Linked DNA regions of Mus musculus: regions 1, 3 and 4 are each linked to region 2. Evidence: chromatin contacts called from public Hi-C and HiChIP or PLAC-seq data. All regions are on one chromosome and are shown on one strand. The core of a region is the stretch at or near the end of the contact, and the rest is flanking DNA. Distances in the headings are between cores, read along the strand shown. Region 1 has its middle 89 kb from the start of Gm36372. Region 2 holds the start of Trib2 (tribbles pseudokinase 2). Region 3 overlaps Gm36372 (a long non-coding RNA gene). Region 4 has its middle 77 kb from the start of Gm36235.

Region 1 (3,900 bases), core at 1,312-3,811, 500 kb before region 2:
CCAGCTTGGAAAAATGTCTGTCTTTTCATTTTACCAAAAATCCCACTCCCAACCCCAGCTTGCAAAGTAATTCCCCACCCCCCCACCCCTCCTTTCTCATTGTGAGCAGAATGCTTCATCAGAGCATGTTGAGTGGAGTCAGGGTGTGTGATGGAAAGTAAGAAGAAAGACTGCCAACAGGGAATAATAAAATGCAAATGTGTGTCTCCTGGATTTCAGGAGTGAGGATGGAGTTTCAGATCCCATCTCCCTTGTGCAAGTCTTGCCTTATGTTTCTCTGACAGCCCAGGTAAAATAAAAACATTCACAAAAGAAGCATTTTTCTTCATGGCCTGGAAAATCGATTCTGATGTTTATCTTGTTCGTTGGAATGTCCATCCCCCACCTTTTCTACCTAGCAAAATATGCCACAGCCAGTCTCTAGCTCTCCACCCAGGGGCAGTTGTAGCTAGGCTGTTAACCCAACCTAGCTTTAGGTGCTCTGTTCTTGTATTCAGTGGTAACCTCCACAGCCTCTAGTCTTCCTAGCTCCAAGCTCAGGAACTTGCAACAACACTGCCAGGTCAGCCTTCCAGAACAATCTCTTGTCTCAATCATTTGCACTCTGAACTCCCTAGACTTGCGGTTACTGCCTTTGTTTTCACTGTTCTTGCCTCTGCCTGTCTTCTGCTGAAGGTGCTTCTTGTCCGTCATCCTGGTTTTTCCTTTTCTCAATTTAGCTTGAGTAAGTGGCACAGCATCCTGCCTTCTCTCAGCCTAACAACACCAAATATGGAGCCCATTCCTTACCCTGCATAGTTGATAACGGTGATGCATGGCCTTACATGGACTCTATCATGTATTTCTGTTTTAGAAGTCATCACTTTAGCCTAGTATTTTCACAAACTTCACCAGATTATTGTATAGAACCTCAGAATAAAAGCTGGTGATTACATAGAGGAGGAACTCTCCTGTCCAGTTGTAACTTCTCTGATCACTAAGTCTTAGGAGTTTAGGAGGGGATTTCAGGCAGGTCTTACTTTTCTCAGGTCACAAATTCACATTTCATATTTATGTATGTTTTAATGTATTATGTATATATTTATGCATGTAATGAGCCTAGAACATACAAATGTAATGCCTGAGGAAAACCGGAGAGGGTATTGGATCCCTGGGACTGGAGTTAAAGGTGGTTATTAGCTTCATGGAGGTACAGGGACTGCTACAAGAGCTGCAGGTGCTCTCAACCATGGATCCCTCTCTCTAGCCCTCTACTAGCTTCTTTAAGGGGGTCTATTTGAATTTATTCTCACAACAGATTTTCCTAAAGTACTCAGAGATGTTCTCCAGTGCATTCTTTGTATCTGACCCAAATGCTCCTTCAGATACTACACCTGTGTAGCTGGAGACACCAAAGCCAGAGAAAGCCTGGATTTATGCTGCTGCACCTGTTGAAGACAAATGCTATGGATCTCTGAGGTTAGTACAAAGTCTTGCCATACCAAGAACTAGGAAGGTGTAATGGTATTTCTATCTTCAGCAATCCTCCCCCACTCTGCCCTGCATGCTCCATATGTCCACACATGTTTGATAAGCAGAACTCTGCTTTTCAAATATTCGTGACAGGGAAGACAGCAGAAAAAGAAGAGAGATGACAGCTGAGAGCTGATAGTGGCTTGCTGACCTACAGTATGACTGAGCAATGGCTGAACTCCTCAGCCCTCAGTCTGGTCACCAACATGTGATTACTAATGTCACTGCTCCTGACACCTCTTCTGGTGGGCACTTACAAAGATGGAATGATTTAACATGTGTCGTGTCTTAGGTAATGTGTGACATGCCTTACTGTGTTTCTTGAGCTGAGAGGAGGCCTAAGTCCTATTTCTACTACTTGCTACCAGCTAAGTTCTCCTCCCCCTTCCCACCCCCCCCCACCCCCTGATTGTGTTGTGAGTTTGAACAAGTTCTGGGTTCATAGGCTTAGGTCATACACATTTTTATTCAATGCTGGGGCTAGAACCCAGGACCTCATGCATGCAAGGCAAGCATTCTACCAACTGAGCTACATGCTTAGTCTCCCAAGTAGGCCGATATTTCTGCCTATAAAATCCCTACAATGTGAGGTACAGCCTCATGTCACACTTCTATCAACACCAGGAGTGTCTTTCCATTGACTTAAAAGCTTGTGGTCTACCATTGTGGCCCCGCCCCCCTCCCCCAGAGCCATTCCTACACCAGTCCAGGCTCATGAATACTCTGCCTTTTCTCAATGCAGGTCTGAGTCCAGATTTCCTTTTTGTATAAGGCTATCAGGCACACTGGGCTAGGACCCACTCTGATAACCTCATTTACCAGCATTTCCTCTGTAAAGACCCTGCTTCCTAAGAAGGTCACATTCTGAGGCACTGGACCTCAGGACATCAGTGGATTTTAAGGGAACCCACAGTTAAATCTCCACCACTCAGGTCGATCACAGACCTAGGGCTCATAGCCTCTGGTGTGGTGCCTGTGTTTTCCTTATTAACCCTGCTGTTCAGCCTCCAGGAGACTCCATTCCTCATGAATTTACAGAGAGGCACCCGAGTAACATTTCCTGAATTCTAACTCTTTTCTCTGCTGCTGCAAAGCTGTTACGCTCTTTGGTTTCTTCTTTCATCCACCTGGCTGCCAACCAAGGTCTAAAAAAAAAAAAAAAAAAAAAAAAAAGTCCCCATGCTGCAAGCTGAATTCCTGTCTCGGGTCGATGTAGGTTTATTGATATTCCAGTATGGTTTGCTCCATGATTTATGCTCTGCAGTTTGTGAACCACAGACCCAGGGGAAAAAGAGATAGTGAAAGAGAGCATTTTTTTCCATCACTTTATATGCAGTACGTTGAACCTCAATTTCCTGCCATGTTATTTCAGAGTCCTTAAATATCCTTTTCTCTGCATGGACATTAGGAACGACAAAGCCCCTTCATTCTTCAGGTTGAAATATGAGTCCTGTAAGAGCTATAATCACAGTGGTCTCTTACTAGTGAAAACACTTACCTGTGGACACATGCCTTCCTGTGGCTCTGAGTTTGGGCAGGGGATGCCTGACCCAGGACCTATAATGATTCAAAGCACCACATATGGGTCTGTAAGGAGCCTCATTATTCCTGTGAGACACTGCCACACAATGGCTGTGTCCTTACTTCCTGCATCAGAGGTATGGAGTGAAAAACAATGAAAAATCTGAATACAGTAATTCAGAATTCGGATTGCTGCCCAGAGAATGGCACTTACAACCGTGGGAGCCATGGCAGGGCTCTTAAAGTCTCTAGGCCAGACTTAGAATAGGGGGCAATATACATGACCAGACCTGGACTAGATCTTAGATATTGTTTTCCATATGAGAACCCAGGGCAACAATCTTCATAGGTGTTAGAGTCATAATAAGATAAAAAGGCAAAGCAAAGCTAAGAAGCATAATGTGGAAAATATGCCTACCATTTTATTTCTGTTATGTGTAGAAATCATTATAGATGGTTTTCACAAACAGTAAAATGGAAGAGAAGAAGAGCTACTAGATTGGGGCATGAGAAATGGTTCAGTTGTTAAAGTGTTTGCCACACAAACTTAAGGACCCAACTACAATCCTAAGATCTAATGTCAAAGAGCCAGGTCCATTGTGTAAGACTGGTGTTGTGGATGTGAAGATCCTTGGAGCTCAGTGATAGCCAGAATAGCCATCAGATAGCTGAATTGGGGAGCCCTAGGTTTAGTGAGAGAAGCTGTTTCAAAACAAAAGTGGAAAGTGATTGATCTATGGTCTCCATATGCAGATGCACACATATGAACACCTATTCACTTGTCTGTATACATGAACACATACATATACATGTAATAAATAAATAAATAAAAATAAGAGGGAGGAGGAAGGAGAGAGGAGAGGGGTA
Region 2 (3,801 bases), core at 302-2,801:
TCACCCAACAGAGGCCCCAGGGAACCTTTCTCAATGGATCCTCTGTAGAGATTGTTTGTCTAGGACCTGTTCTTGAACTGGGCAGAGACTGCATGGCACACTACTCTGTAGTCATGGTGACTTCCTCAAGCTGTGGTCCCCTTAAGGGACAGTTTAGGGATCAGAGTCTGAGTTTAAGGCAGATGAGTGGGGAGAAGGATGGGAGATCTATGAGAAGACATGGGGCATTTTAGTTTCTTCTCAAGATCTGTCCTCTAGGGTGGCTAGCTGAACAAGCAAGGTCCATTCACTACTCTGAAACAACCCTCAGGGAACTCCTGATCATTAGAGCCACTATTGTCCCGGTTAAGTATAATTATAACTAGTTCTCTATTTCTGTTCAAAAGTGGTAGTGCAGAATATTGTTACAGAGTGACCTCCCTCATAGAAAGAGGTGCCTTATGCGGGTAAAAACTCAAGAGTAAGCCCAGCAGTCTTGCCCCAGACCTTGGTTGCTTCTTTCTCTTTCTGTTTTCCCCTGCTACATTGCTACTCTTACCAGGATGCATTAGGTAAAGTCAAGAGGCTTAAGCTGTGGTCTGAACTTTCCCCAGGTCTGTTCAAGCCAATGGTCCAGAACCTTCCCAGGAAGTTAAGAATAAGCAAGGGTCAAAGTGCAGCCTTCCGTTGAACCCGGTATTGAATGTGTTCTTGGCCTAAATACTGAGATGCCGGGGCTGGAGAAGCCTGACTCCTTGGCTAGGAGCCAACATCCTTTGCTGGAAGTGTGGGTGCAAAGGTGTGTGTTCCTGAGCTCTCCCCAAAGACCTTGTCCTGAAGTCAAAAGACTCTGAAAGGATCCCCAATCCTATAACTGGTAAGTGGGGGAGGGGTGGTGACACTAACTACAAGCTCACAATGGACTTCTGTTGAAATGATAAGCAACCGGAGAGAAAGAATAAAACTAATTCTAGAGACTGTGGGCTGCAAGAATCCTTCATTTTTTTTAAAACCCGCGGGGAACTGCTTGTTCAGGTTAACATAGCAGCAGAGGGGTGCCCGGTACCCAGAAGATGCGAGGCTTTCTGCGGAAAATCCCGGGGAAGAGGATCTAAGTCTCAAAGTTGACCTGAGCCTGCCGGTGTTGCGTGGCGACGGTGGCAGATACACAGTCCAGCATCCCTGTCGCTGCAGCGCGAACAGCAGGCCAGGGGAGCCCAGAGCCCTTGGACTGCGGAAGGATATAAAGCACTGTTTACCTCGCGCCTGGCCGAGCCATCCGGGGGCGAGGCTGGCGCCCCCAGTGGGGGCACTGCAGGAGTGGCGGCAGCAGCCCTGGCCGCCGGCGGGCGCAGGGGAGCCGCGCGCGCACTGGCAGCGGCGCCGCTGATTGATGGGCTCCGGGCTCAATGACAGGGGCCGGGGCGTGGGTAGGGCGGGGCCGGCGAAGAGGGCGGGGGCTCTGTGGAAATGTGTCGGTGACATTGAATGGGGAGACCGAGCGCGAGCAAGCGAGGCGCGCGCGCACACATACGCGCACACACAGCCGGGCTCGCTCCGAGATCCCCGGCCACGTAAGTAACTATTAATACCGCCTCGCCCGGGGATGCGGGCGTGCTTGAGCGCCGGGATTGGCCTAGGGCGCCGTGGCCATCCCCTTTAATTTTTAAATACACGGTCCTCTCCTACTTCTGGGTGGCAAGAAAAAAAAAATAATAAGAAAAGAAGACAAGCCGTCGATTTTTATTTTTCCTGCAGAGCAAACCCCGCCGTGCAATTTGGTCGCAAGGCATCGGGAGACAAGAGTGGTTTGCAAATTGTTTCAAGGCTCAAGACCCAGTTGTGCAGCGGAAAAGGAACGCCGCGGGTTGACGGAGTCCGGGGAGCATCTGCTGGCAGCTCCTGCAGGACCCCCGGAAAGCTCCTGCTGCTGGTACCCCCCAGGTCACCGCCCGCACTTCTTGCTTCATCGGAGGAGGATCTGGGACGTGAGCAGCGACAGCAAGAGCTAGTGCTGACCGCGCGGGCTCTGCCTTGGGCTTTGTCGCGGTACCTGTGCCTGCCCTACTCCGCGCACTCCCTACTCAGCTTTTGCAATCTTTTGTTGCCACTGCTGACCGCCCCAAGTTAAAAGCGCCTTTGCAATTTTTTTTTTCTGTCTTTTTTTTTTTTTCTTGAGAGAGACAGCTCTGCGATTTTTTGGAAAAGCCTCAGACGCCATCTACAGTTAAGACTTAGGTAACTGCCCTCTCTAGCACCCCCCTTACACGCCCCCCACCCTTTCCACCAAAAAGAGGGGGGTGCAGCGCGGATTCTGGCTGCCGCGCGGCGTGAGCCGGTAGACCCGAGCTTATTTCCTTTTTCTTTTTGTTTGGTTTCTAACGCGTGGAGGGCGAGCCGGCGCCGCGCGCTCCCTGAAGACTGCACAAACTCCACGCAGGGCTTCTCCGCCCGGTCTGCGGATCCTCAGCTGGGGATCGCTCAGAAGCCCGGCGCTGCAGCTCCTCACCCCAGAGGCACGCTCACTCGTCCAGATCCACGCTGCGAACAGAGACCCACTGAGTCCAGCGTGCGGTTCTGCACCGCGCTGGCAGCTTCTGGGTAACAAAAGGACCCGAGTTGTCCGCAGAGCGAGCACCCCCGGGAGCGGGGCTCGCAGCCGGGGACCAGCCCTGCAGCGCCCATCTGGGGGCTAGTTCTTAACTCTTCCTCCACGGAGCCCCAGACGGGTCCCCTCCCTTCTTGATCCTTTTAAGTCGGTAGCACCGAGGCGCCTGCACCGGCGCGGCTCATCCATCTCTCCAGAGGGGTTTTTTGGTTTGTTTGTTTGTTTTGTCGTGTGCGATCCTCACACTCATGAACATACACAGGTCTACCCCTATCACAATAGCGAGATATGGGAGATCGCGGAACAAAACCCAGGATTTCGAAGAGCTGTCGTCTATAAGGTCCGCTGAGCCCAGCCAGAGTTTCAGCCCGAACCTTGGCTCTCCGAGCCCGCCCGAGACTCCGAACTTGTCGCATTGCGTTTCTTGCATCGGGAAATACTTACTGTTGGAGCCTCTGGAGGGAGACCACGTTTTCCGCGCTGTGCATCTGCACAGCGGAGAGGAGCTGGTTTGCAAGGTAACCAGCCCAGCTTTGCTTTTGCGTTTTGTTTTTTTGCTTAAAAAAAATTAAAATTTTTTTTTTAAAAAATTAAAAAAAAATCATCCTGGGTCTTTTGCCAGGGGCCGGGGACGGTGCGGGAGGTCGGAAAGCTCTCAAGTCCAGGGGCGAAAGACTCCCGGGATCATTATGCGTGGCCTCGTTAAGAGGGTTTATTTGTGTGTCTGTCCACGTTCGACTAGTTGCGAAGTTTTCAGACCGTTTCAGACAATGAGGCGGGCTGCAGCGGGGGCGTTTTGGGGAGATCCGGGAAGGGAGGGCGGCGAATCTGAACTGGGGCACGGACACGCGTGCCCCTTAGGAGGCTCGTAGAGCTCGGGTGCACCGGGCTGATTCCCCTTGCCTGGGCATTTCTCTCTCTGAGTCGATTCCCCTCCCCTCGCTGCAAGGACTAGGGAATCCCCGGTTGGTTTTCAAACGCTGCTCCTCTGGTTTCTTTTGTAGCCATTGTTCTTAGCAGCCTGCAGGTGTTAAACCTTTGTTCCAAAGGTGGCCTTTTAAAAGAGACACAAAAAGTGTCCCCTCTGGCTGAGACCAAGGCTCTAGCCGGGGAAAAGAGGAGTTTTAAAGCTCTTTCTTCGGCTTGAAGCCTGGAAAGGAAGGTTGGGGTGGAAATTCGCCCCTTGCGCACCTTTGGGTGAACAACGAATCCTT
Region 3 (4,145 bases), core at 1,327-3,826, 390 kb before region 2:
AAGTAAATGGTCAGCACACGGTGGGGCTTAATGGAATGCTTTTTGATGAGTTGGAGGCCTTGCTTAATCATCTCTAATGGAAAGATGAAGGCTCTGCTCTACGCCACTGCCAATGATTGCATCTGCTGGGGATTTGATGACACACCGCTTGCTTCCCATTCTCAACTTATCTTTATTCAAAAACAGAAACCCCCAAACAAAATCCTTGCCAACCACCTCTAACTCACGCTTGTATATTATATCTGAGGAGCTGTTATATGTGGGTCAAGGTGAGGAAGAATAAGCTGCCCTCAGTTTCCATGGACACAAAGCCTTCTGCAGATGGTAGCCAGGCCCAGCATCTCTCTTATCTAATGACCCTACTTGCAAATTGCATGATTTCTTGCTATTATTTTTATGAGTTTCTTGGGCTAGGGGAATATGAAAATGGTGAGCAGGAGAGTGGGAAAGGATTTTAATTACTTTAATGGGGAAGTGGGTTAATTACGGCTCAAGAAACCACAACTTAAAGCCATATGAGCATCTTATCTGATGAGACTATATCCCCTGTACAGCTCTGAATTTCATTTATCTGATCCGTGGTGTGGCAGACAAACACTGCTGTTTTTTCCTGGGTATTAAATCATGTATGTAGGACACTGAAAGCTGAAATGGTTCGTGTAGAGTACGGCAGATGGTATATGCTGGCAAGACCATCATGTAGAAGCAATCCTATTACTCAGTGAGTTTAGGGTCAGCCTGTTGCATGACAACATCCTGTCTCACAAAACTGAGAGAGAAAGAAAAAGAGAAAGACTAAGGAACCTAGTTTTATGTCAACTTGACATGATCTAGAATCATTTGGAAGAAAGAACCTCACTTGAAAAAAAAAATGTTGCTACCAGATTGGCAATTTTGTGGGGCATTTTATTGATTCATGTGGCTGGATTCTGCTTCACTCTGTGTAGTGGCACCCCGGGTTGGTTAGTCCTGGGTGGCATAAGAAAGGCTAAGCAAGCCACGAGAAGCAAGCCATGAAGCAGCATTCCTCTGTGGCCTCTGCTTCAGTTTCTGCCTCTAGGATCCTTCTAGTTTCTGCCTTAAACTCCTGGCCTGACTTTCATGGAAGATAGAATAGAACCATAAGTGCTGAAATAAACCCTTTTTCTCCTCCTGTTGATTTTGTTCATGGTGTTTTTTTTTTTCATCAATAGAAAGACAGAAAGGGAGGAGGGAAGAGTAGAGGAAAAGAGGAAGGAAGGAGGAGAGGGAGAAGGTATAGGAAGAGGAAGAGAGGGAGGAGGCAAGAACAAACTTCTGGAAATTAGTCTTCCATGCAATAGGATCGAGAGATAAAAACATGAGACAGGGTTCTCTGACTGGGTTAGTGCCTTTGTTGGAATGCTTTATGAAATTCCTTTGGTTGTGCTACCCTGACTAATAAGAAAGTCCTTTCCAGACACCAAACCTACTGACAAAGGACCTTAGACTTTGCAATGCCTTGGTCTAGAACTGTAATCGATACATTGCACAGCCAGAGGGAGTTCATCCTCTCAGCTGGCACAGACCAAGGCAGTTTGGGGTATCTAGGAAGAACAGACTGCAAGATGAATTCCCATGAAGTTTACTTGCTTCTTTTGTGATAAACTCATATTTCAGAGGATACAAATCTTCTATTTATAGTACAACTACCACGGGTGACTTCTCATTCATTTAAACATATCTTGAAATAGTTGCTTGCATTTCATCAATGCCATCTCCGATGCTCAAAATATCTCAGAATGTCTACATACACAGGTCGTTCTGTAGACAAATCCCTCAGGAGCATGAGATGCCCTTGCTAGCTCTGCAGACAATATTGTCCTTGCATTTGCAATGGCCAGGAGCCTGATTTGCAGTTCTGGGTTAAATCTCTGGTGTCCTCTTATTGTATTGACTTGAGCCAATGGCAGCATGCTTGCCGTCTTCAGGCACTGCAGTTTCCCAAGTCTTCCATGGAACATACTGTAACGGGGTTTGAACATCTATCTTCATGGCCTCATTGTGTGGTTAACTACTTTTAAACCTTAAAACAATCCACCGTGGCAAGATTTCCAAGCTTCGCTGGTCATATGTCTGCTTTTTTCTCTTCAATGTTACTCCCCTGAAGTTCAAATAGAAATGAATGATTATATTATTTGCTGAACTTGGCATATTAGTAGTCTCTAGAACATTAACCATCCAGCTGGCCTCTTTATTTATCCTTTTCATTTGAGACAGATGGACATGTGTTAAAAAGATTTTTTTTCTTTATCAGCTATAAATTACCTGGTCTTGAATGAAGCATGTCATCTCCCAGTGTCTGCTTTCTCATCATCAAACAAACAAAATACCTCAAGACAACGTCTGTTCACCACAGTGCCTGCATCCTCCCTGCTTAGCCCATAGCTTGGCTCCGACCCTTGGCGTTTCTGGTGACTAGCACTGGCCATAGGGCTCACTATCAGAGAATAAATGTGATGAGAAGTGACATGTGGCTGAATTCATTATTTGTCTGCTGCTGTGATAAAGCACCATTACCAAAAGCAGCTTGGGAAAGAAAGAATGTATTGTGAGTCATGCTTCTAGAGGGATACGAGTACACTATGGTGGGGAGACATGACAGCAGACAGTAGGCATTTGCTCCAGTGGAAATCTGAGCATCCATCTCTTCAATTGTGAACACAAGCAGAGAGAGTGAGCTAGAAGGAGAGTGAAACTATGTACTCTCAAAGCCCAATCCCACTGGCACACTTCCTTCCCGAAGTCTGTATCACCTCTCCAAAGAGCACAACAAACTGGTGAGCAAGTGTTCAAGTGCCTGAGTCTATGGGTGGCATTCACATGTAAACCACCACAGTGGCATCTGCATAAAAATCCTAAGGAGGCAATGCTGTATTTTTCACATCTATTTCTTTTTTTTTCTTTTCCATTTTTTATTAGGTATTTAGCTCATTTACATTTCCAATGCTATACCAAAAGTCCCCCATAGCCACTCACCCCCACTCCCCTACCCACCCACTCCCCCTTTTTGGCCCTGGCGTTCCCCTGTACTGGGGCATATAAAGTTTGCGTGTCCAATGGGCCTCTCTTTGCAGTGATGGCCGACTAGGCCATCTTTTGATACATATGCAGCTAGAGTCAAGAGCTCTGGGTTACTGGTTAGTTCATAATGTTGTTCCACCTATAGGGTTGCAGATCCCTTTAGCTCCTTGGCTACTTTCTCTAGCTCCTCCATTGGGGGCCGTGTGATCCATCCAATAGCTGACTGTGATCATCCACTTCTGTGTTTGCTAGGCCCCGGCATAGTCTCACAAGAGACAGCTACATCTGGGTCCTTTCGATAAAATCTTGCTAGTGTATGCAATGGTGTCAGCGTTTGGATGCTGATTATGGGGTGGATGGATACCTCCATTGTTGGTGGGATTGCAAGCTTGTACAACCACTCTGGAAATCAGTCTGGCGGTTCCTCAGAAAATTGGACATAGTACTACCGGAGGATCCAGCAATACCTCTCCTGGGCATATATCCAGAAGATGCCCCAACTGGTAAGAAGGACACATGCTCCACTATGTTCATAGCAGCCTTATTTATAATAGCCAGAAGCTGGAAAGAACCCAGATGCCCCTCAACAGAGGAATGGATATTTCTTTAGGCCAGCTGGCTGCTAAGAGCCACGAGGTCTCAGACTTGTGGGGGCCTGAGCATAGAAGAGGTCCTGACCTTTGCATTACCACATAAAACAAATCAAAACAAAGCACACAAACCCCAGGGCACCTTATGTTTTCTATACATGAAGATAACCACTTACCTTCTACTCTATTATAACACGTAAAGAAAGGCTGAAGCCAATCAACCGTAGGCTGATACGAGAGTAAAGGCAAACCTTCTATTGGGCCTGCTGCTTCATACATCTCCCTGATATCAGCTACTAGGGTTAGGGGAAGTGGGGCTTAGGAATCAGGGAAGGAGAACAAGTGATCAGATTGTCAGGGAAAGAACTTTAAGGCCAGCATATCACACTGGCCAGTAGAGCCTGATGAGAAACTTTGAAGGAGTCCTCTGCATCTTCTTGGGCTTTCATAACAAAGCAATCGACAGGAGTCTTCTCACACTGCTGAAGGCTGCCAGGATAGCATCAAGGGGGT
Region 4 (4,143 bases), core at 1,337-3,836, 270 kb before region 2:
TAACATGGTGAGAGATGTTAATCCCCAATGATCTTCTCTCTCACATGTGCTCAGAACCAAAAAGAGATGCTAGTTTGAGGGTGATTTTAATGGTGCACCAGGCAAATAGAAGAAGCAGGAGATACAGGGAGTGAGGCTAAGCTGCTGCACTCAGCAAGCATGTGAGTTTTAAGTATCCCAGACAACAATTCATTTTCTTGGAAATGGTGCTTATAGAGAGGCGTAATAAGCCAATTAAACACTTATCAAAATGAATTAATTATTAAAGTGAAGGTACATTTAGAAGAAGATAATTGACCAAAGATGCTGGTGTCTTGAAGACTCCGGTTCTCTGCTGGGTTTCTTTGGGGTGACTTACTTAGGCAGCCATGCACCTTGATGGCTCTCTAGAACCCTTCCTCACCAGAGTACCCTAGGCTACCCAGCCACAGTCACTGCTCAAAGGAGCTTCACACAGTCCAGAACCCTGAAGGGAGAGCTTGACAGACTTTGCAACAGCTAGGAGTTGTTTATTGTGTATCTATGAGTGGGTATGTGCTGGTGGGTGTGGTCAAGATTAATATAGCAATCTAGTATGGCTTTAGAATGGGGTATTTAGACCATTTCCATTCAATGTGATTGTAATTTCCATTTAATGTGAATGTAAATCTATCACTTTGCTTCCTGTTGCTAGCTTCTTCCTGTTGCTGCTTTATCTCTTTTTCTGGGTGCCTTTGAAATTTTTGGAAATTCTATTTTCTTTTCATGCTTGCCTTGGCTCATGTCTCATTTTTAGTTTTAAAGTGAGTGACATGTTTCATATAAATGTGTGTATGTGTGTATAATATCTCTTAAACTTATTACCATATGATTTTAGATGGTATAGTACCACTCCATACATGGTATAGTACTTTTTATTTTTAAAGAGTTTAAGTCAATTTTAAATTACATGTATGTTTGTATAGTGACAGGTGGGTTCATGTGTGTATACATGGAGTCCAGAAGAGGATGGCTGACATTGAGCCCTTTGGAATTGTAGCTATAGGCAGGTGTGTATCCCCTGATGTAGGTGCTGAGAACCAAACTCTGGTCCTCTGCAACAGCAGACCATGCTCTTTCCAGCTAGGTCCTCTCTCCAGCCCCTGGCATGGGAATATGATTACACTGTATTTAATTCACACACACCCATTTTTTGCAGCATTGCTATGTAAATCTATCTTTGTTTGTGTATAATATATCACTGCAATTTCTGTTTTAGACAGGAAGTTGTTTTTTTCAATAATGTAAGTTAAGGAAGAATGGTTCCTTAGTTTGCTTTATTGCCACAATTTATTGTGGGTTTCATTTCCTCCTGTATATTATACAATTTTGACAGAATGACTTCCTCATATTTATCTCGTGTCCCGATGACAATGTGAGGATTTATGAGTTAAGAATGAAGGAAGTGGGGAGGGCAGAAAGGAGGCCGGCTGGCTTCACACAGCACTTTGTGTATATAGAATGAATGACCATGTGTTGTATTGCTAGCCAAATTTTATAGAAGTCTTAGGTGAAGGTCTTTATTACCCTAGGTCCTTCCTGTAGCAATGTGCATAGTCATGTTCATTTAACTATTGGCTCAGTCTCATGGCATGCTGCTTGTGTACATTTGCCTAGAGTATCCATTGGACCCCCAAAGACGGGAGAATTTGTCTCACAGGTTCAGAAGGTTGAACCCATAGTCCCAGCATTTGTGAGTGTTTAGCAGAGGAGTTACTTGCTCTTCTGGCAGATGGGAAGGTAGAGAAAGGCAGGAAGGGGCCAGTCAGGAGCAAGACATCCTTCCTGCAGTCTTGTCATATCTCATAAGGTCCTTCGAACCTCTAAATGTAGTGCCATACGCTGAGGGCTAAGCTCCACACCACGCGAGCCTTCTGGGGAGAGTTTGTCCCAACCAAACCATAACACATGTGCAGTGATATTACTCAAAGTATTTTACAAATCTTGAGACTTGCGAAGCTGGCTTTGCAATATTCACCTAGGCATTCCTCTCTGTTTTTAAGCTTGTGCCTAACATGTTCTAAAAATACTGTTGTTTCTTTTGCCACAAGGCAAGGAGGCTTAGGGCTAGAACCAAGCAAATGCTACAAAGTCACAAGTCAAGAAACGGGAAACAGTGAGACAATGAGTATTTTAATGTTGAGTTTTGTGCTGATTAATCCAATGGATCAAGATAGAATCCTCATGTCAATGTCTCTAAATTGTTCATGCCATTTTATATAATGTCTAACTCATAACAGAGCAAATAAATGCTTAGTGAATAAAAAATGGTGGAGAATGAGGGTAGAACACGCACAATGGAGGGACAGAAGCAAGCAATACATTGAAGATTATAGAGATGAGACGAGCAGGGCGAAGGGAAGTCTGCAGTTATATGGTATTTTTGGAAAAAAAAAAAACGAGTTTCCTTTTCCATGCTTCCAGGCCATGGGTTTTAATTTGTGGGAGTCATATGCTGCAGATGTTGCCATCCCTCCTCTGGTCAGATCACCATGACAAAGGCACTGCCTGCTCTATAAATAGATAGTTAGATTGATTTCACATCCTGCTCTGGTTCTCCGACTGCTTGCCTGGTGCGACACCAAGATCGATGAGTGATTCCATCCAGCGAGTGCACAGACCCTCCGCGCTCTCTTCTGGAAGATGACAATCAGGCTCATTAAATTCAGCACAAAGCAGCTTCAAAGACTTTTGTCCTATCAGAGAAATTGAACCAGAGCCCATTACCAAGGCATCAAAGGGAATGGATTTAACCAGCCTTCAGCCCACACCTATTGTTAGAAAGACAATTTGGTATTTTTCTTTGCCTGCTGGGATCAGTGCTCCCTGAGACTTCAGCAGCCAGAGCTGTTGTTAGGGAAAGTCAAGTATGGAAAAGCTTTTGGCTACAGGCTTACAGGTTTCCATATTCTGGGTCCAGTTCTATATCTAAAACTCCCTACCCCCTCCCATTTGTTCCTCTGACTTCCCCCATGTACAGTTCCCCTGCTCCCTCTTGAAATTATGGCCTGTTTTTCTGTAGTTGTTACTGTTCCATATCTGTGCTCCTAAATATATAAATACAAACTGCTCAGCCCATTTAGTGTTATTTGTATGTATATGTTTCAGGGCTGACCCTTTGATAATGGCTAAACAACTGGTATGCTTTTCCCTGGGGAGGACTATTTCTCATGTCCTCAGCTTACCTTGGCAGCCTGTAGTTCTTTGTCTATGGGAAGAGGTTCCATGAATGACTCCCACTTCTATGTTAATATGTCTACTCCATTACTGAATCCTTTTTTTCACTTTAAATACTCACGATCACTGAATTCTTGGCCATGGACAAGTCACTGGGTGATCCTGAAGCTCACCTTTTCTGGGGAAGCAACCACAAATTGGGAAAAAAATCTTCACTAACCACATCCCATAGAGCGTTAATGTCTAAAATATAAAGAACTCAAGAAGCTAACCACCACAAAAGCAAGCAACCCAATTAAAAATAAAAAGGGATATAGAACTAAACTGAGAATTCACAACAGGAATCTCAAATGGCTGAGAAAGACCTAAAGAAATGTTCAAAGTCCTTAGTGATCAGAGAAATGCAAATCAAAATGACTCTGAGATTCCACCTTACACCAGTCAGAATGGTTAAGATCAAAACCTCAGTGACTGCACATGTTGGCAAGGATATGGAGAAAGAGGAACACTCCTCTGTTGCTGGTGGGATTCCAAACTGATACAACCACTCTGGAAATCAATCTGGAGGTTCCTCAGAAAATTGGAAATAGATCTACCTGAAGACCCAGCAACAGCACTCTTGGGAATATACTCAAAAGGTGCGCCACCATGCCACAGGGGCATGTGTTCCACTATGTTCTTAGTGACCTTGATAGACAGAAGCTGGAAACAACCAAGATGTCCCATGACAGAAGGATGGATACAGAAAATGTGGTTCATTTACACAATGGAATACTACTCAGCTATTAGGAATGAGAACATCCTGAGTTTTGTAGGCAAGTGGATAGAAATAGAAAATATCATTCTGAGTGAGGTAACTTAGACCCCAAAGGACATGTATGGTATGTACTCACTAATAAGTGGATATTAGCCACTCCCTGCCAAAGTACATAATACACAAGATACAGT

Evidence for each region. Hi-C and Micro-C count contacts between places; a contact is called where the count stands out from the background. HiChIP or PLAC-seq counts read pairs in DNA pulled down with a chosen protein or histone mark.
Region 1: an H3K4me3 HiChIP or PLAC-seq map of neural progenitor cells shows a contact between it and region 2, with 34 read pairs. The contact joins the enhancer-like site here to the promoter of Trib2 in region 2. A contact is called at or near these places in 9 of 39 promoter capture datasets (the 3T3-L1 cell line, the C10 cell line, embryonic stem cells and 4 more), 3 of 15 datasets of contacts at CTCF or cohesin (the NIH/3T3 cell line and large pre-B cells), 2 of 484 Hi-C or Micro-C datasets (B cells and cerebral cortex), 22 of 115 datasets of contacts at active chromatin or transcription factors (T-cell acute lymphoblastic leukemia, VIP interneurons, astrocytes and 14 more) and 2 of 9 other capture datasets (embryonic stem cells and liver).
Region 3: a Hi-C map of the N1E-115 cell line shows a contact between it and region 2, with 6 times the contacts expected there. The contact joins the enhancer-like site here to the promoter of Trib2 in region 2. A contact is called at or near these places in 16 of 39 promoter capture datasets (the 3T3-L1 cell line, 3T3-L1-derived adipocytes, the HPC-7 cell line and 11 more), 3 of 15 datasets of contacts at CTCF or cohesin (the NIH/3T3 cell line and large pre-B cells), 12 of 484 Hi-C or Micro-C datasets (CD4 T cells, the N1E-115 cell line, bone marrow-derived macrophages and 7 more), 25 of 115 datasets of contacts at active chromatin or transcription factors (CD8 T cells, the SCID.adh cell line, Th17 cells and 18 more) and 3 of 9 other capture datasets (adipose tissue, embryonic stem cells and pancreatic islet).
Region 4: an H3K4me3 HiChIP or PLAC-seq map of neural progenitor cells shows a contact between it and region 2, with 20 read pairs. The contact joins the enhancer-like site here to the promoter of Trib2 in region 2. A contact is called at or near these places in 8 of 39 promoter capture datasets (the C10 cell line, the HPC-7 cell line, cranial neural crest and 5 more), 1 of 15 datasets of contacts at CTCF or cohesin (the NIH/3T3 cell line), 4 of 484 Hi-C or Micro-C datasets (LSK cells, the N1E-115 cell line, cardiomyocytes and 1 more), 23 of 115 datasets of contacts at active chromatin or transcription factors (CD8 T cells, the NIH/3T3 cell line, VIP interneurons and 16 more) and 4 of 9 other capture datasets (adipose tissue, embryonic stem cells, liver and 1 more).

What each region holds. Positions count from the first base shown.
Region 1 is chr12:16,319,567-16,323,466 of GRCm38.p6, reverse strand. No RefSeq gene overlaps it. Among named protein-coding and RNA genes, the nearest start is that of Gm36372, 89 kb to the right of the region's middle. Within about 2 kb of position 2,561, at least 18 of the 459 cell types and tissues checked have an H3K27ac peak or open chromatin away from gene starts, as enhancers often do. A contact at or near this core is called in VIP interneurons, neural progenitor cells and oligodendrocyte precursor cells, where this site is marked.
Region 2 is chr12:15,814,535-15,818,335 of GRCm38.p6, reverse strand. It overlaps Trib2 (tribbles pseudokinase 2), which reads left to right and starts at 1,551. Exons shown (of 3, transcript NM_144551.5): 1 at 1,551-3,105. The coding sequence starts at 2,836. Gm5432 (a long non-coding RNA gene) reads right to left here and starts at 1,399. Exons shown (of 3, transcript XR_001780551.2): 1 at 1,239-1,399.
Region 3 is chr12:16,203,487-16,207,631 of GRCm38.p6, reverse strand. Gm36372 (a long non-coding RNA gene) reads left to right here. Exons shown (of 4, transcript XR_381302.4): 4 at 2,276-2,565. Among named protein-coding and RNA genes, the nearest start is that of Gm48606, 27 kb to the left of the region's middle. Within about 2 kb of position 2,576, at least 2 of the 459 cell types and tissues checked have an H3K27ac peak or open chromatin away from gene starts, as enhancers often do. A contact at or near this core is called in the N1E-115 cell line, where this site is marked.
Region 4 is chr12:16,090,059-16,094,201 of GRCm38.p6, reverse strand. No RefSeq gene overlaps it. Among named protein-coding and RNA genes, the nearest start is that of Gm36235, 77 kb to the right of the region's middle. Within about 2 kb of position 2,586, at least 32 of the 459 cell types and tissues checked have an H3K27ac peak or open chromatin away from gene starts, as enhancers often do. A contact at or near this core is called in the N1E-115 cell line, VIP interneurons, neural progenitor cells and 1 more, where this site is marked.